Regions from separate parts of the Neogale vison genome. Here region 2 is linked to region 1. The links are chromatin contacts, called in public Hi-C maps. All regions are on one chromosome and are shown on one strand. The core of a region is the stretch at or near the end of the contact, and the rest is flanking DNA. Distances in the headings are between cores, read along the strand shown.

Evidence for each region. Hi-C and Micro-C count contacts between places; a contact is called where the count stands out from the background.
Region 2: a Hi-C map of fibroblasts shows a contact between it and region 1, with 5 times the contacts expected there. The contact joins the enhancer-like site here to the promoter of HES1 in region 1. A contact is called at or near these places in 2 of 3 Hi-C or Micro-C datasets (fibroblasts and muscle).

Annotation. Positions count from the first base shown.
Region 1 is chr6:115,857,427-115,864,481 of ASM_NN_V1, forward strand. HES1 (transcription factor HES-1) reads left to right here and starts at 2,839. Exons shown (of 4, transcript XM_044252022.1): 1 at 2,839-3,239; 2 at 3,384-3,479; 3 at 3,743-3,830; 4 at 4,500-5,422. The coding sequence starts at 3,132. The coding sequence ends at 5,053.
Region 2 is chr6:116,001,408-116,008,462 of ASM_NN_V1, forward strand. No RefSeq gene overlaps it. Among named protein-coding and RNA genes, the nearest start is that of CPN2, 22 kb to the right of the region's middle. Within about 2 kb of position 3,979, the one cell type or tissue checked has open chromatin away from gene starts, as enhancers often do. A contact at or near this core is called in fibroblasts, where this site is marked.

The DNA of each region.
Region 1 (7,055 bases), core at 1,589-4,088:
ACAAAGCACACACCATTTCCTCCCAGAAGTGTTCCAGGATACACCCATTTCTTAGTAATTTAACTATCCTAAACCTCCACAGCATTTTACTTCTATCTAGACACACAAATTTTTCTCTTGAACCGAGTGGAGGAATACACTGGGAAACAGATGTCAGCTGCACTCCTGAGTCTAGTATCTGCTGTAGGCTTCTTGAGGGTAATAACCATTTCATTCATCCCTGCATTCCCCCCTCCCACCCCCGCATAGTTGGGCAAGAGTGTTGCCCATACAAGTGTGGTTTAGTGCTTCCTTTAGTCTCTCCTGATCGCTTACGCCATCATCTAAGCCCTAAGGGAGAGGAATAATGGAGGAATGCCCGGTCATCCATCAGAAAATCAGGGTCTGTCTGCCTCCAGTAGACTGTAAACTCCTTGCAGACTGCCACTGTATCTCTCATCTTGGTAATCCCAGGGTTTAACACAGTGTCTGGCACAGAGCGTGCGGTACAGAATGAAAGAACTAGAGGGGCTTGCCCAAGGTCACCCCGAGTCAGGAACCGCTGAATCTCATCCGGACGAGATCTGGTGGAACCATTTACAACATTATCTCAGTGGGGAGCTCGGAGGAAGGAAGGAATGAAGTGTCTGAGAAATGTGTGCCAGGCCTCTGGCGGCCTCCAAGCCTGGAGAAGGGCTGGGAGGGCGGGGGGCGGGGGGCGGGGTGGGGAGAAGCGCGACATCAAACAAGACGCTGGGCTCCCGGGCTGCCCGGAGCCTCCCGAGCAGCGCGCCGAGCTCCCGGGCGGCGGGAAGGGTGGAGGGGGTGGGGGCGCGGGGGCCGGCGACCCACGCTGGCGGGCGGGAGGCAGCGGTGGCGGCCCGCCGGCCAGGGCAGTGCGCGTCGCCCGCCCCGCGCGGCAAATCCCCCAGGGAGGCCGCCGCCAGAGCCCTGGCGCTCCCGGCCCGGCGCCCGCCACGTGGCACCCGGCGGCGGCGGCGGCGGCTCCTCCCGGCGCGCGGCCCGGCCAGCCGGCAGCACGCAGCCGCCTGCGCCGCCCGCCTCCTCCCGGCCGCCCGCCGGCGGCCGCCTGGGCGCAGCGAGGGGGAGCTGCCCGTCCGCCCTGGACCCGGGGAAGGGGCGGGCGGCGCGAAGCCGCTTTAACCGCAGCCGCCGAGCGGAGGCAGGAGGCTGACCCGGCCGCTTCCTAAGTGCGGTCAGGCATCTCGTGACCGCGGCGGGCGCCGGGGGCCCAGCGAGGGGAGGGAGGGAGGGCCGGGGCAAGGAGCAAACAAGAATGCCCCCACCCCTCCCCCGGGCTGTTGCTAGTGAGGCTTTCGGCCGAGTTAAAACCCCAAGCCCGAAATCAGGGGTGGAGTGGGGGGTTGGAATAATTCCCTACTATCCACCCCAGGGCGTGCGCTCCCCGCCCGGAAGGGCTGACCTTGGCCGGGGAAAGGCGGGGGGCGGTGGTAAGCGCCGGGGCTCGGCTCCCAGCCCGCCGCCCCCTCGGATTCCTGGCCCGGCGGGGGCCGGAGGAGGGGGGCCCCGGACACACACACACACCCCACACGCAGCGCGCGCCAATGAGCCCCGGCCAGGCGCAGGGGGCGGGGTTTTCCCAGGCTCGAGCACAGCAGCTGCTATTTACCTTCTTGGCTTCTCCCGGGGACCAAGAACCAGCCCCCGCGCTCCGCCGCCCGCCGCCGCCCCCCGCCTCCCTGCCCCCGGGGCGCGCGCACACACACTCACACACGCACGCACACACACATCCTCCCGGCCCGGCCGCAGCCGCGGCGGCAATAAAACATCCTGGCACGTGCTCCGGCTCCAGGCGCGCCCTCGCCGGCCGGCTGATGTCAAACTGCAGCTCGGCTGGTGTAGCTCTTAAAGGGCCCGCGCGCGCCGGGTGCAGAGGCGGCCCCGGCCGCCCGCGGGGCGAGAAGGAGGGGAGAGGCTGCCGCCCGGCGCACCACCTCAATAGGCCGCAGAACCCAGAGTCTGTGGGTGGAAAGGAAAAGGATGGCGAGGGCGCGCGCGCGTCCCTGAGGCTTTGCCATCAAAGCCCCTCTTGTTCATCTTTCATTTGAAATTCCATTTCCTTTCTGCCCAGTTGGAAATTATTCTGATTGTTTCCTGGGGAAGCGCGGGATCCAAGGCCCCAACTCCAGAAGAGGAATGAGGGACGGGCGGGGGGGGGGCGCCGATTTTAAAACAACAACAACAAAAAATCCCTTGCTCTGAAAATTCGTAAATGTAAGGTGGGAGGCATTTTTTTTCCTTTTTCTGCATGTTTTATATATATATATATATATATATATATATATACACACACACACATACACACGCGCACACACACATTGGCGTCCCTTTTCCGCATGATCGCTTTCCATTATCCTCCTTCCCCCAGTGTGTAGTGTCTGAGCGGGAAATCACTTAGATGTTTTGCTAACTCACACCATTGCATACGTTCTCCTCTTTTATCCCTGTCCTTCTAAGTCTTTTTTTTTTTTAATATATTTCAAATGAACTTCTTATTAGTGTCAAAGCAGCTCTATTACACATGTGAAAGGAAATAAAGAGCAAAGACCCTGGCCCCAAAAGAAATAAACTAGACTGGGACAAAACCTGCGGAAAAATCCTCTCTAAAGCAAAGCCCAGCAGGAAGAATAGCAAAGGGTTAAAATCCTTTTGATTGACGTTGTAGCCTCCGGTGCCCCGGGCTCAGGCGCGCGCCATTGGCCGCCAGGCCTTGTGCCTGGCGGCCAATGGGGGGGCGCGGTCCACGAGCTGTGCCGCGTGTCTCCTCCTCCCATTGGCTGAAAGTTACTGTGGGAAAGAAAGTTTGGGAAGTTTCACACGAGCCGTTCGCGTGCAGTCCCAGATATATATAGAGGCCGCCAGGGCCTGGGGATCACACAGGATCCGGAGCTGGTGCAGATAACAGTGGAATCCCCCGTCTACCTCTCTCCTTGGTCCTGGAATAGCGCTACCGGTCACCAAGTAGCCATAAGATATAATAAACCCTCAGCACTTGCTCAGTAGTTTTGTGAGAGTCTCAAGTGAAGGGGACATAAACAAAACAATTTTCTGTGTGAAGGACTCCAAAAATAAAATTCTCTAGGGATTAAAAAAAAAAAAAGCAACAGAAAATGCCAGCTGATATAATGGAGAAAAATTCCTCGTCCCCGGTGGCTGCTACCCCAGCCAGTGTCAACACGACACCGGATAAACCAAAGACAGCATCTGAGCACAGAAAGGTAAGGGCAGTACCACTCTCTCTCTGCAGCCTTAAGAAATTAAGTCGGGGTTGGGGGGCTCCCTTCTCCCTTGAAACCCCGGGGTGAAATGGCAGATCCCATGGGAACTCAGGGCTTCTTTTTTTTTTTTTTTCCCCCTTACAGTCCTCAAAGCCTATCATGGAGAAAAGACGAAGAGCAAGAATAAATGAAAGTCTGAGCCAGCTGAAAACACTGATTTTGGATGCTCTTAAGAAAGATGTAAGTGGATAATGCTGCCTTTTTTTTTTTAATTAAAAATGAAATACCATTTCTCATGTACAAAACGTGACCACCACCACCACCCCCGCCCCAACTGGCGGGATGGTCCCCGCCTGCACTGCGTTCTCTGAGGCCAGAGGGCCGAGCCCCCTCCAGGGTCCGAGGATGTCTGCGCAGCGGCCGGGAGGTGAGGGGGAGGGACCCCAGACTCCGAGGCCGCTGGCCGGGTTCTCACTTAGTGCCTTGCCTCTTCTTCTGTGCAGAGCTCGCGGCATTCCAAGCTGGAGAAGGCGGACATTCTGGAAATGACAGTGAAGCACCTCCGGAACCTGCAGCGGGCGCAGATGACGGGTGAGGGCGGCTAGCCGCGTCCCTCTCTGCGGGCGTCCCCTTCTCCCCGCGGTGATTTCTTCCAGACTTCCGCCCGTGGTTGTGAGAGGCATTCAGCTACATTTTACTGCCTTGGCTCACTCTTGCGTTCCCACGGTCTGGGGCTTATTTATAGCCACAACTCCAAGTTGTTACTGTTCCGGAAAGGGAGGGAGAGAGGTTGTAGCGGCGAGGGTGGCGGGCGACTTGGCAGTGGGGGGAAGCGGGTGGGGACGAAAAGACTCAGAACCGAGGCGGTTTTGAGCTGCGTGGAACGTAGGGGTCACCTGGTTTAGCACTCCCCGCTTCCCCATTAGAGTAGGGGAAATGCGGTCCGGGTGGCGGGGAAGCGGGGGAAGGGCATTGCCCAAGGTCACTACGCGCGCGCGGACCGTGGGGGAAGATGTGAGGCTGAATGGGTTAAAATAGAGCTGCGGGGAATGGAGAGGAACCGTCTCGACTCCGGCTGCCAAGCTAGTGTTGAGAGGTGGAAGGTTTTTCTAAACCACCACCCTACCCCCAACGCCAGCCGGGGGCTGTTCCGCGGGCGGGTGGTCAGGGAGGAGCCGCCGCGGGGACCTCCCAGGGCGGAGGCGGTGGCCTCGGGGCCAGGGCCACTGGGTGACCCGTCTGTCTGCTTCTGGCCCGCAGCCGCGCTTAGCACAGACCCGAGCGTGCTGGGGAAGTACCGCGCCGGCTTCAGCGAGTGCATGAACGAGGTGACCCGCTTCCTGTCCACGTGCGAGGGCGTTAACACTGAGGTGCGCACCCGGCTGCTCGGCCACCTGGCCAACTGCATGACCCAGATCAACGCCATGACCTACCCGGGGCAGCCGCACCCCGCCTTGCAGGCGCCGCCGCCGCCGCCCCCGCCGGGACCCGGCGGTCCGCAGCACGCGCCGTTCGCGCCGCCACCGCCGCTCGTGCCCATCCCCGGGGGCGCGGCGCCCCCTCCCGGCGGCGCGCCCTGCAAGCTGGGCAGCCCCGCTGGAGAGGCTGCTAAGGTGTTCGGCGGTTTCCAGGTGGTGCCGGCTCCAGACGGCCAATTTGCCTTCCTCATCCCCAACGGGGCCTTCGCTCACAGTGGCCCCGTCATCCCAGTCTACACCAGCAACAGCGGGACCTCCGTGGGCCCGAACGCAGTGTCGCCTTCCAGCGGCCCCTCGCTCACGGCGGACTCCATGTGGAGGCCGTGGCGGAACTGAGGGGCTCAGGTCACCCCTCCCCCTAAACTCCCAACCCACCTCTCTTCCTTTGGGACACTCAACAGGAACTTGGACACTGGGAGAAAAGAGGACTTTTGTGATTAAGTGGTTATTTTGGTTTTTTTAATTTCTAAAAAGTTACTTTTTTGTAGAGAGCTGTATTAAGTGACTGACCATGCACTATATTTGTATATATTTTATATGTTCATATTGGATTGCGCCTTTGTATTATAAAAGTTCAGATGACATTTCGTTTTTTACACGAGATTTCTTTTTTATGTGATGCCAAAGATGTTTGAAAATGCTCTTAAAATATCTTCCTTTTGGGAAGTTTATTTGAGAAAATATAATAAAAGAAAAAAGAATGAAGGCTCCTATGTCTTAGAGCTGATTATTTCAGAGTTGTGGTTTTTTTTTGTTTTTTTTTTTAAAGAGGAGGCTCTTGGCAGAATGTGGATTACAGGTAATTTTGAAAATTCAGTCACTGGCTCCTTTGTTATTAGAAGAACATTTTTAAAAATCCGTCAAAACTTTTACCAATGCTCCGTGAATTAAATTACACTTAATTTGCAGGAACCCATCTAATATGGCTACTCTGATCAATTTGTGGCCTATCTCTTAAAGGATTTCAAAAAATTTTTTGTTGCAGTTGGGTAAATCATTCAGTCCTGGTTCTCCCACTAGCTCCTGAGGAAGGTTGAACCCAGCTGAAGTAATGAAGTTAATAGAGTAATGCGTGCTCACTTCCCATTAAGGAAGACCCTTGTTGGCACTCTGTCTGTCCAAAGTAAATGGATTCAGGCAGCCTCTAGCCTTCAGTGTTGGAGCCTGTTTAATTAGTGAATACTAAGGTGCAGCTAGGCATTCCCTTGTACCAGCATCCAAAAGTTTGAAAATGCCTCTCTGCACCCTCTTCAAGCAAGCTGAGAAGGTCAACAGATTCCTTCTGCCAAGGGACAGCTAGTTAGACTCCCAAGTGGACCCCAAGTCCAGATGATTAACACCAGACATATGTTTTTGATAAGTTTCTGCGCTTGGCTCTAATAGAGAAAGCATGTGGGGGCCGCGCTGGCAGGCACACAGGCCATCTTCCCTTTAATACAAACAGCAAGCGACCCCTTCGCTTGGTCATGCCCCATTTCCAGGCAAGATGTGGGCTCCAGATAGAAGCAAAAGGGTTGTCTCGGGTTTCAGCTCACATAACCCTCCTTAACAAGTCCTAACTCAAAGCGGACAGCTTTAAACTGTGCCAGGATCTGCAGGGAATTTCTTCCAAATCCCATCACAAAGGCTTGTCAGATTTTGTCAGATTTGGCCAGGTGTTTGACTGCATCCAGGTGTTGGGGAAATGAAAACCACGAGCCCTGCGAGACCAGACACATCAGCCGCGCTGTGGGTCTGGCGGGCGCGCCCTCCTCCCCCACCGCCGGCCAGTCCTCCTCCCCTCCCTTGCCCCTCCCGCCAGCCTCCTCTCATCCCCCTTCTTTTAGAACGGCTTCTGGGAGGAGAAGGATGAGGCGGGAGAAATCAATCTTTGAAGCCTTCCTAACAAAGATAAAGCCAACGATTTTCTGTCTTGTTTCAAAAGCTTTACCTCTCCCCCGCCTTGCTCTGGCCTTTCCCACAGGCCAGTGTGGAGAGCCGCTCTATCACAGGAATGATCGAGCTAGCAGACAGCACTTTTCTTACCCGAATACCTTCGACCCAGCTTCGGACCCAGAGGGAGAGTTTTAAAGATACTTTTTAAAATTTGGCTCCTACTTGTCTCATTAAGTGAAAGGAGTCCAGTACCCACCCCAGAGAAATACACAAATATATACACATACACTCCTTTTTATCGTACCATTTTTGCATGATTTCCCTCTTGTTTAAACACAAACATAAAGCAATTGCTCTGTGAAGACACCCAACACAAACCTAAATGCTTCATTTGGCAAACCTGTCCTCTGCCTCCCTAGAAGTCCTTAACTGTCCCGGCATAAATAATGGAGGCATCAGGGTC
Region 2 (7,055 bases), core at 2,729-5,228, 150 kb after region 1:
AACCCACTGGTTGAGAGGCTGTCTCTCTTCTGGCTGTTTTCCTGACTGAGTAGAAGCAGCTCGAACACCTGCAGAGAGCAAGGAGATGGGAGATTAAAGGTAACCCTCCTTACCTCTGAAACACCCTCCACCTCCCCAGATCCAGAACCACTTCCCAAATACACCGTTTTTAGAGAAAAAGAAAACAAACTCAGATCTGCCACTGTTTGCAAACCCCAGACAACCTAGGGGCCATCTTCTCCCTGTCATGGGCAATGGAGAGTGGCTCCTGACATCTGTTTTCTTTGAAGAGCCTGTCAGAGACACAGCAGCAACAGCCCACTGCCCCTCAGGACTGGGGCCATGATCCCCCAGCTCCCAGGACTAGGGAGGCAGAGGCAGCCTCCAAGGTGGGTCTCCGGGGGTGGGGGGGCCCGTGGCTGCAACATCCCCTCACCCACAAACTACTGGGGCGGATTTTCCCAAACCACTCAGAGCAAACTCCTCTTTTGGACTCCACACCATGCCTAGATGTTCAGTCCTTGCCTACAGCTACGGAGGGAGATCTCCAGGCCAGGCACAAGTCACTCTGTGATATGATAAAATTTCTGAAGCTTAAAAAAAAAAAAAAGGTCAGCAAAATGCAAAGACAGTTGCATGAGCTGAGTCTTCCCATGCACAGTTATTTCTAGATCAGGATTTTCAAGTCGGGTGGGGTAAGGTAGGGGAAATAGCAGTCTTTCTAGGGGCTTTTTCAAACCACCTATAATCCCCCCACTTCCAGTTTTGGAGGCGCTAGCACAAGCCTTAGGGGCCCTCGGACACAAGCGGCATTGGAAGCCCGGAGGGTCTGGTCAAGCACAAACCATTCTGCACCCCCCGCCCCCCGCCCCCAGAGTTTTTTAATTTCATAACTCGGAGCCGGAGTCCAGAAGGTACGTGTCTGACTACTGGTTCGGAGAAGAAACCATTTATTGTTTATTGCAAAGGAGCAAGACCAAATTTCCCTGTCTTTTCTCTTGTTGCTGCCACTCTGAAATGGGGGGTGGGAAGCAGGGGGCAATGGCTTTGAGATAAGCACATGACCAAGCCTCCAGCCCTATCTGTGAGGACTGCAGACTGCAGTTCCCCGCCGGTCATGAGCTGAAACCAGGCTGGGAGGCACCAGCTGCTCTTTTAGCTGGAGCTTGGACATGAAGAGAATAGGGCACAGATGCCCCCCACGAGGGCCGGGAGCCTCAGCTCGTCCTGTGGCCACGCTGAGGGGCCTCTTGGGGATCAGTCCTCAGACTGGTGCAGAAATGTTCAGAGGTGAAAATCTCATTCCCAGAATTCAGAAGGGACATTGTGGCAACCAAACTTACAGCTTTTATGGCCAAGTCATACCATTAACCCAAGTTATACCATTAACCCCAAGTGGTCCCAATCATGACATACAAAGGAAGATGGCCTGTGGTTCCATGGAAGGAAAACCACAATCTTGGGAAAGAAGAATTTTTTAAAAAATATTTTATTTATTTGACAGATAGAGATCACAAGTAGGCAGAGAGGCAGGCAGAGAGAGGGAGGGAAGCAGGCTCCCTACTGAGCAGACAGCCCGACTCGGGGCTCGATCCCAGGACCCTAGGATCATGACCTGAGCCAAAGGTAGAGGCTTAACCCACTGAGCCACCCAGGTGCCCCAAAAGAAGAATTTTTTAGAATTAACTTCTATCTCCTATGGTGTTCTCATCACAAAAGAGGTTGTAGAGCGCCTAATTACACAACGGGGGAGTGGATTCCTGCACTTCCTTGAAGACTGGGAACCACATGTCAGCATCCCCAGGGCCTAGCACAGTGCCTGAAATACACTAGGTCCTCAGTGAAAGATAAATGAATAAAACCCTTAAATTTGGTTTACAAGTCAGGGCACCTGAGTGGCTCTGCCTGTTAAGCATCTGCGTGGAATCAAACCCTGTATTGGGCCCACTGCTGGGTGAGTCTGCTTCTCCCTTTGTCTACTGCTCCCCTTGCTTGTGCTCACTCTCTCTCTCTGTGTCAAATAAATAATTAAATAAAATCTTTTAAAAAAAATTCTGGGGGTTTGTAAGTCAATGCCTCCCAAAGGGGGAAAAATACCATCACAGGGCAGAGCTGTGGGGGCCTCAGGCCAGTCTAACAAGGAATCCTGCAGTCACAGAGCAAAAATCCTTCTCCTGATGCTGTTGGCTCTCCTGCCTCTGTTCCCAGACATTTAGCTATTGGAGTAATTAAGACTGTCACCTATAGGCTGTCACCCTGAGCATTCAGAAACTTTCCCGTTACTCTTCCCAAGAGTTAATGATCTTCAGACCTTTCGAAGAGCATCTGTTTGAGTTGGTTATCTGAATCACCGATGGGGCTGATTCCAGGATTCTGAGTCTTCTCTCCGGTGGTGTGTATGTTGGGGGGTGGAGAAGAAGGACATTGGGAGAAGGGCTTATATTCACACCCATTCACATACAGACATGCCCATGGAAGCCAACACCAAACCCAAGGTATTAGCTGTTTCACCAGATGATTCATTTTCTCCTCTCTGGTGGGGACACAGTGGGGAGAACTGGCCATGTGTGGAATTAGTGACTCCCTGGAGATACACTCCCCCTTGCACCTTTGGGGGCTTGCCTTTCTTTCTTTTTTTGCCCCAAATCCAACTCAAAGTGCCCTTAAGTAGGGATTGTATGATGTACAGTCCAGATGAGTTTGCCAGTCCTCTTAGAATTTCCCACATTTCATTGTACCCCAAGACCAACTTCCACTTCCCAGACCAGTCTCAGTGATGTCCCAAGTGTTGGCCAAGATCATGGTAGAAAATATCCATTCATTTAGCATAAAATGCTTGTTGACACATGGCTCCACTATAGCACTCTACAGGAGCCCCTCCAAACATTAGAACTCAAAGACAAGATAAACTTTATCTCCCCTAAGGAACGAGTCTACTTCCTTTCCTTTCCTTGGCCACTAGGAGCCTTGGCATTCACTTTAGTAATAGCTTCAGGTTTTGTACATTTACATTCCTCCTCCTTCCTGTGGTCCTGAAATAGGCAGATAATTTTAATCTTATTGAATGTGTGTTCTTTGGTCAAAAGCACCCAATTTTTTTCATGTTTAATTTCTAGCTAAGTTCAAGGAATCAATGATCTTTGTGTAAAACAGAGAGTGAGAAATATAAGACCCGACTCTCAGAGAAGAAACCGACTGCATAAAAAAAAAGATTTGCCACAAACAAAAATTCCTGAAAACAATTAAGAGTTCAGAGTGGGGTACAAGCCAGTGATGCAACGATAACCTTGTGCCTGGGGGGCTACTCCTTCTCTAGACAACCACTTTCTTTCATTTCTCCATGAAGCTTGATGTTTGAGTCTCACATTGACCTCTGGAGATGAAAACAGTCTTACTAAGACTTGTAGGAAAAAGTCGTGTCATGCTTAACTGCAATCTTTCCACATAGGAAGGTTTGTCTAACAAACACCCATTAGACACCCATTGTTGTCAGAATCCTGCCAAGCTCTGGAAAAAGGATCTTCTGGAGAGCAAAGAAAAGAGTCCAGGCCTCTTTCCTCAAATGGTTTTCTCCCACCTGTGGTCATCTCTGTAGATAAAGGCTGCTGGTTCCCCAGTCTCCCAGATGGGTGTCTGAAAAAGGCTTTCGACCCTCCTGTTCTTGGGGGCTTTCAGAAGATCGTTGTGCATCGGGACTGGTGTGCGTGGGGCCCGGTCTGATCCCTCAGGACTTCTGCTTTACAGAGCCCGGGTCCCACCATGGCCTTGCCCCAAAGCCCGACCACGAGCTCCAGGAAAGCTGGTGTGAGGTGTCCCTGCACCATGTAGTCCTGATTCTCTCCTCTAATCCTCCCCAGGCTTCCTCCCCGGAGCTGCCGTGCTGGGGGTTCATGAGCTGTGCGGGCTGGCCCCTTTCCCTGCCTTTTTTTAAATATAAATTTTAAAATGGGACTTGGAGATGAAAGCAAGAATGCCAAAAGGAGGCCGATGCTTTCTTGTGTTCAATTACAGCCCTGGGGAGCACCCCACAGAAGGAGCCGCTCCCAGCTCCAGCCAAGATGAAATCTGCTTTTCCAATAAGCACTTCAAACAGCGAAGGAGGTTTTTGGCTGGACTCGGCACCTGGGAAGCCAACAGTTAATGGGGTTGGGCACCGAGGCCGGGCTCTCCGCCATCAGGGGAGATCTGAGGCAGCCGCTTTCACTGCCGCTCAACTTATAAGGCACTTGCTTGCCTGCTTCCCCCAGACGAGAGCATGAAGCCCACCTTTGGACCTCGCTGAACAGATCTTCCAAAAGGGGAGATTTTGTTATCCCAGGTAGTTGCTCTCCATATAATTTTTCTTTGTTGGTTCTTCAGGCCAGATTCCTTTATAAGAAGTTCTAGGTGTCATTAGAAATGCAGATAATAAGGAAATAAGGAAACTGAGGGAGATGGCTGGTGAGCAGGTGGATGGATGGATGGACAGACAGACAGATGGATGGATGGATACACAGACCGGCTGGGGACAGAAGGGGAGCAGCACTGCGACATAGAGGGGAAGCTTCGGCAGCTCTGTTTCATAAACCTGGAAAATGAAACTCCCCAAAGCAAATGACCCTCCCAAGCTCACCACTACTGAGCCCAGGCTAGACCCCACGACTTCTAGGTCATGCCCTTCCCATGACACCAGCCTGCTGCTCCAATAAGCTGGGCTGCACCTTGACAGGACGACGTCAGCATCTGGCCCTGCACTGACACAGGGCTCTCTGGAGGCAGTCGTGGTCAGGAGTGCATCCTGCGTGCTGGAGTTACTCAGTATTAGCCAATTATCAAGTCACAGAGGGAATCATCACCAGAACTCTGGATTCCAGCTGCATTCATGACCTCCTAAAGTCATACCTGGATTCGGGCAAATATACCCCAAACTGTTAGGTCAGAGAGTCTTTTGCATGGAGAGGAAACACCAGGGTGCGGAGCAGGAATTTCCCAATTTGGGTGTATGCCAAGGACTTGTCAAAATACACACTCCCAGAGCCCGTTCCTGGAGGCTTTGAGGGAGCAGGTCTCTGTGAATACAGGAGGCACAAGTTCAAGAGTAAAACACCCATCTCTGAAGTTTTGGGTCAAGAGTCACCTCCCGGGCAAGGCCTCTCCTGACCATTATATTTAAAATCACAACCCATATACCATCTCTCTGGCTCCCATCCCCTCCTGTTCCTTCCCTTCACAGCATGACACGTTCTGTCCCCCCCCCCCCCGCGAGGGACCCTACGTTAGTATCCTCCCCTCACATCCCTAGATTGCAGTCCTCACTCTAAAGGTGATGGGGTTTGGAGGCAGGGCCTCTGGGGCGTGACTAGAAAAACGTTAATAGGGCGGAGCCCCCATGCGGGGTTTAGCACCCTTCTAAGAAGGGGAGGAGCCCTGAGCTCTCACTCTCTGCCCCCTGAGGACACAGCAAGATAGTAGCCATCTGCAAACCAGGAAGAGGGCCCTTATGGTATTTTGTTATGCAGCCCAAGCTAAGATAGCTATATAACTGACCTGTTTCTTACACTAGTTTTTGGTCTTGCCTGCACTGGCAGCTCCCCGAAGGGAAGACCCATCTTGTCCACTGCTGAACCTCACGAGCCTGGAACAGTGCCTGGCTTGGACCACTCTAAGTTAACGGGGCTGACTGAAGGACGAAGGGATTCTGGGGTAGATGGAATCACACGCTTGAGAAACCCTGCTCACGGAAGAGCTCACACCTTTGGTACTGGCCGGATGAGAGTTAGGATTAAACTCTACCCACTTCCGTATGACTTCTGACCATTGAAGCCCCCTGAGCATCAGTTTTCTCATCTGTAAAATGAAGACAATACTGGAATCTTAAGGTTGCAACCCAAGGACCCAGGGGACTGGGCACAGAGCATCATTCCCCTCAGTATTTCCTTCCTCCTTACTCATCTTCTGGGTAGAATTTTGCATTCAATGTCCTCTGAGCAGAAAATGTGCCTGAAGCCTCCCCCCCAGTGGGAGGGGCGAGCATTCTGCTTCGTGCCAGATGGAGAGAGGGGAGGAGGAGGAGTGCATGGAGGTAGGGGGGAGTAGGGGCTGGGGGGGAGGGGATAATTTTAAGTCATTCCCAGGGGCTCCCTCCGCAGAGCACACAGGTTCACCCCTCTGTCCTTCATCCCTTCCCAGCAGCAGAAACGAACAAGCAATTTCTGGGGAAGCAGACAGCTGGGATCCCCAACCCCAGCAACAGTGGCATCCAGGATCCCAGGCAGAGAGAACCCAGGCCAGAGACAGCAGGGTGGACACCTGGAGGAGGCATTCCTCAGGAAACAGCCCACCCCGGTTCCCTGGGGTGCTTGGACTACATCCCAGACTCTGGCAGCCCCACCTGGAAGGACTTAGACCAGAGCATGGGAGCTTTGGGAGAGGTGATCCTGGAATCGGTGACTAAGGTTGTAGAATCCTTTCTCTCCGGCTGTCATGAAACAGGATTTGGAGGCAGAGACACAGAAAACAGGAAGTATCTGTGCACGTGTGCGTGCACTCAGGCACGAACATTACATAACCCGAAGAGAGAAAAAGAGGCAGCTCCTGTAGAGTGGGGTTGGGGCCTCTTTCCATATGGAACACAGGACAGTGGTGGGACACATGACTCCGAGCCCAGCACCAGTATGTAAGTGCTGGCTTGGCTACTTGTTGGCTGAACTAGGGCAGCCCCTCTCCTGCCCCCCTCGAATTCCTCCTCTCTGCGCCCTGAGCATAAGTCTCTGTGGTCCTCCCTGTGCTGGCGGCACAGGAGCCCCAGATCCCAGCTGGGCTCTGGCCAGAGGCACTCCGAGGCAGCAGCAACACCAGCCCAAACACACCGTGACCTGGATATTACTGCCCCCCACACCCACCCCACCCCTGCCCTGACCCACTCGCGATCCAATTCAAGGCTCAAGCCTTTACTTTGTGAGGCTATACTGGCTGGCGCCCAATGTGTAGTGACCTCCCACACCTCTTCCCTGGCCTCCTGTCCCCCGTGAGTGAAAGCCAGTGCCCACCAGGCTAAATTCCCTCCAAGTCCTGGG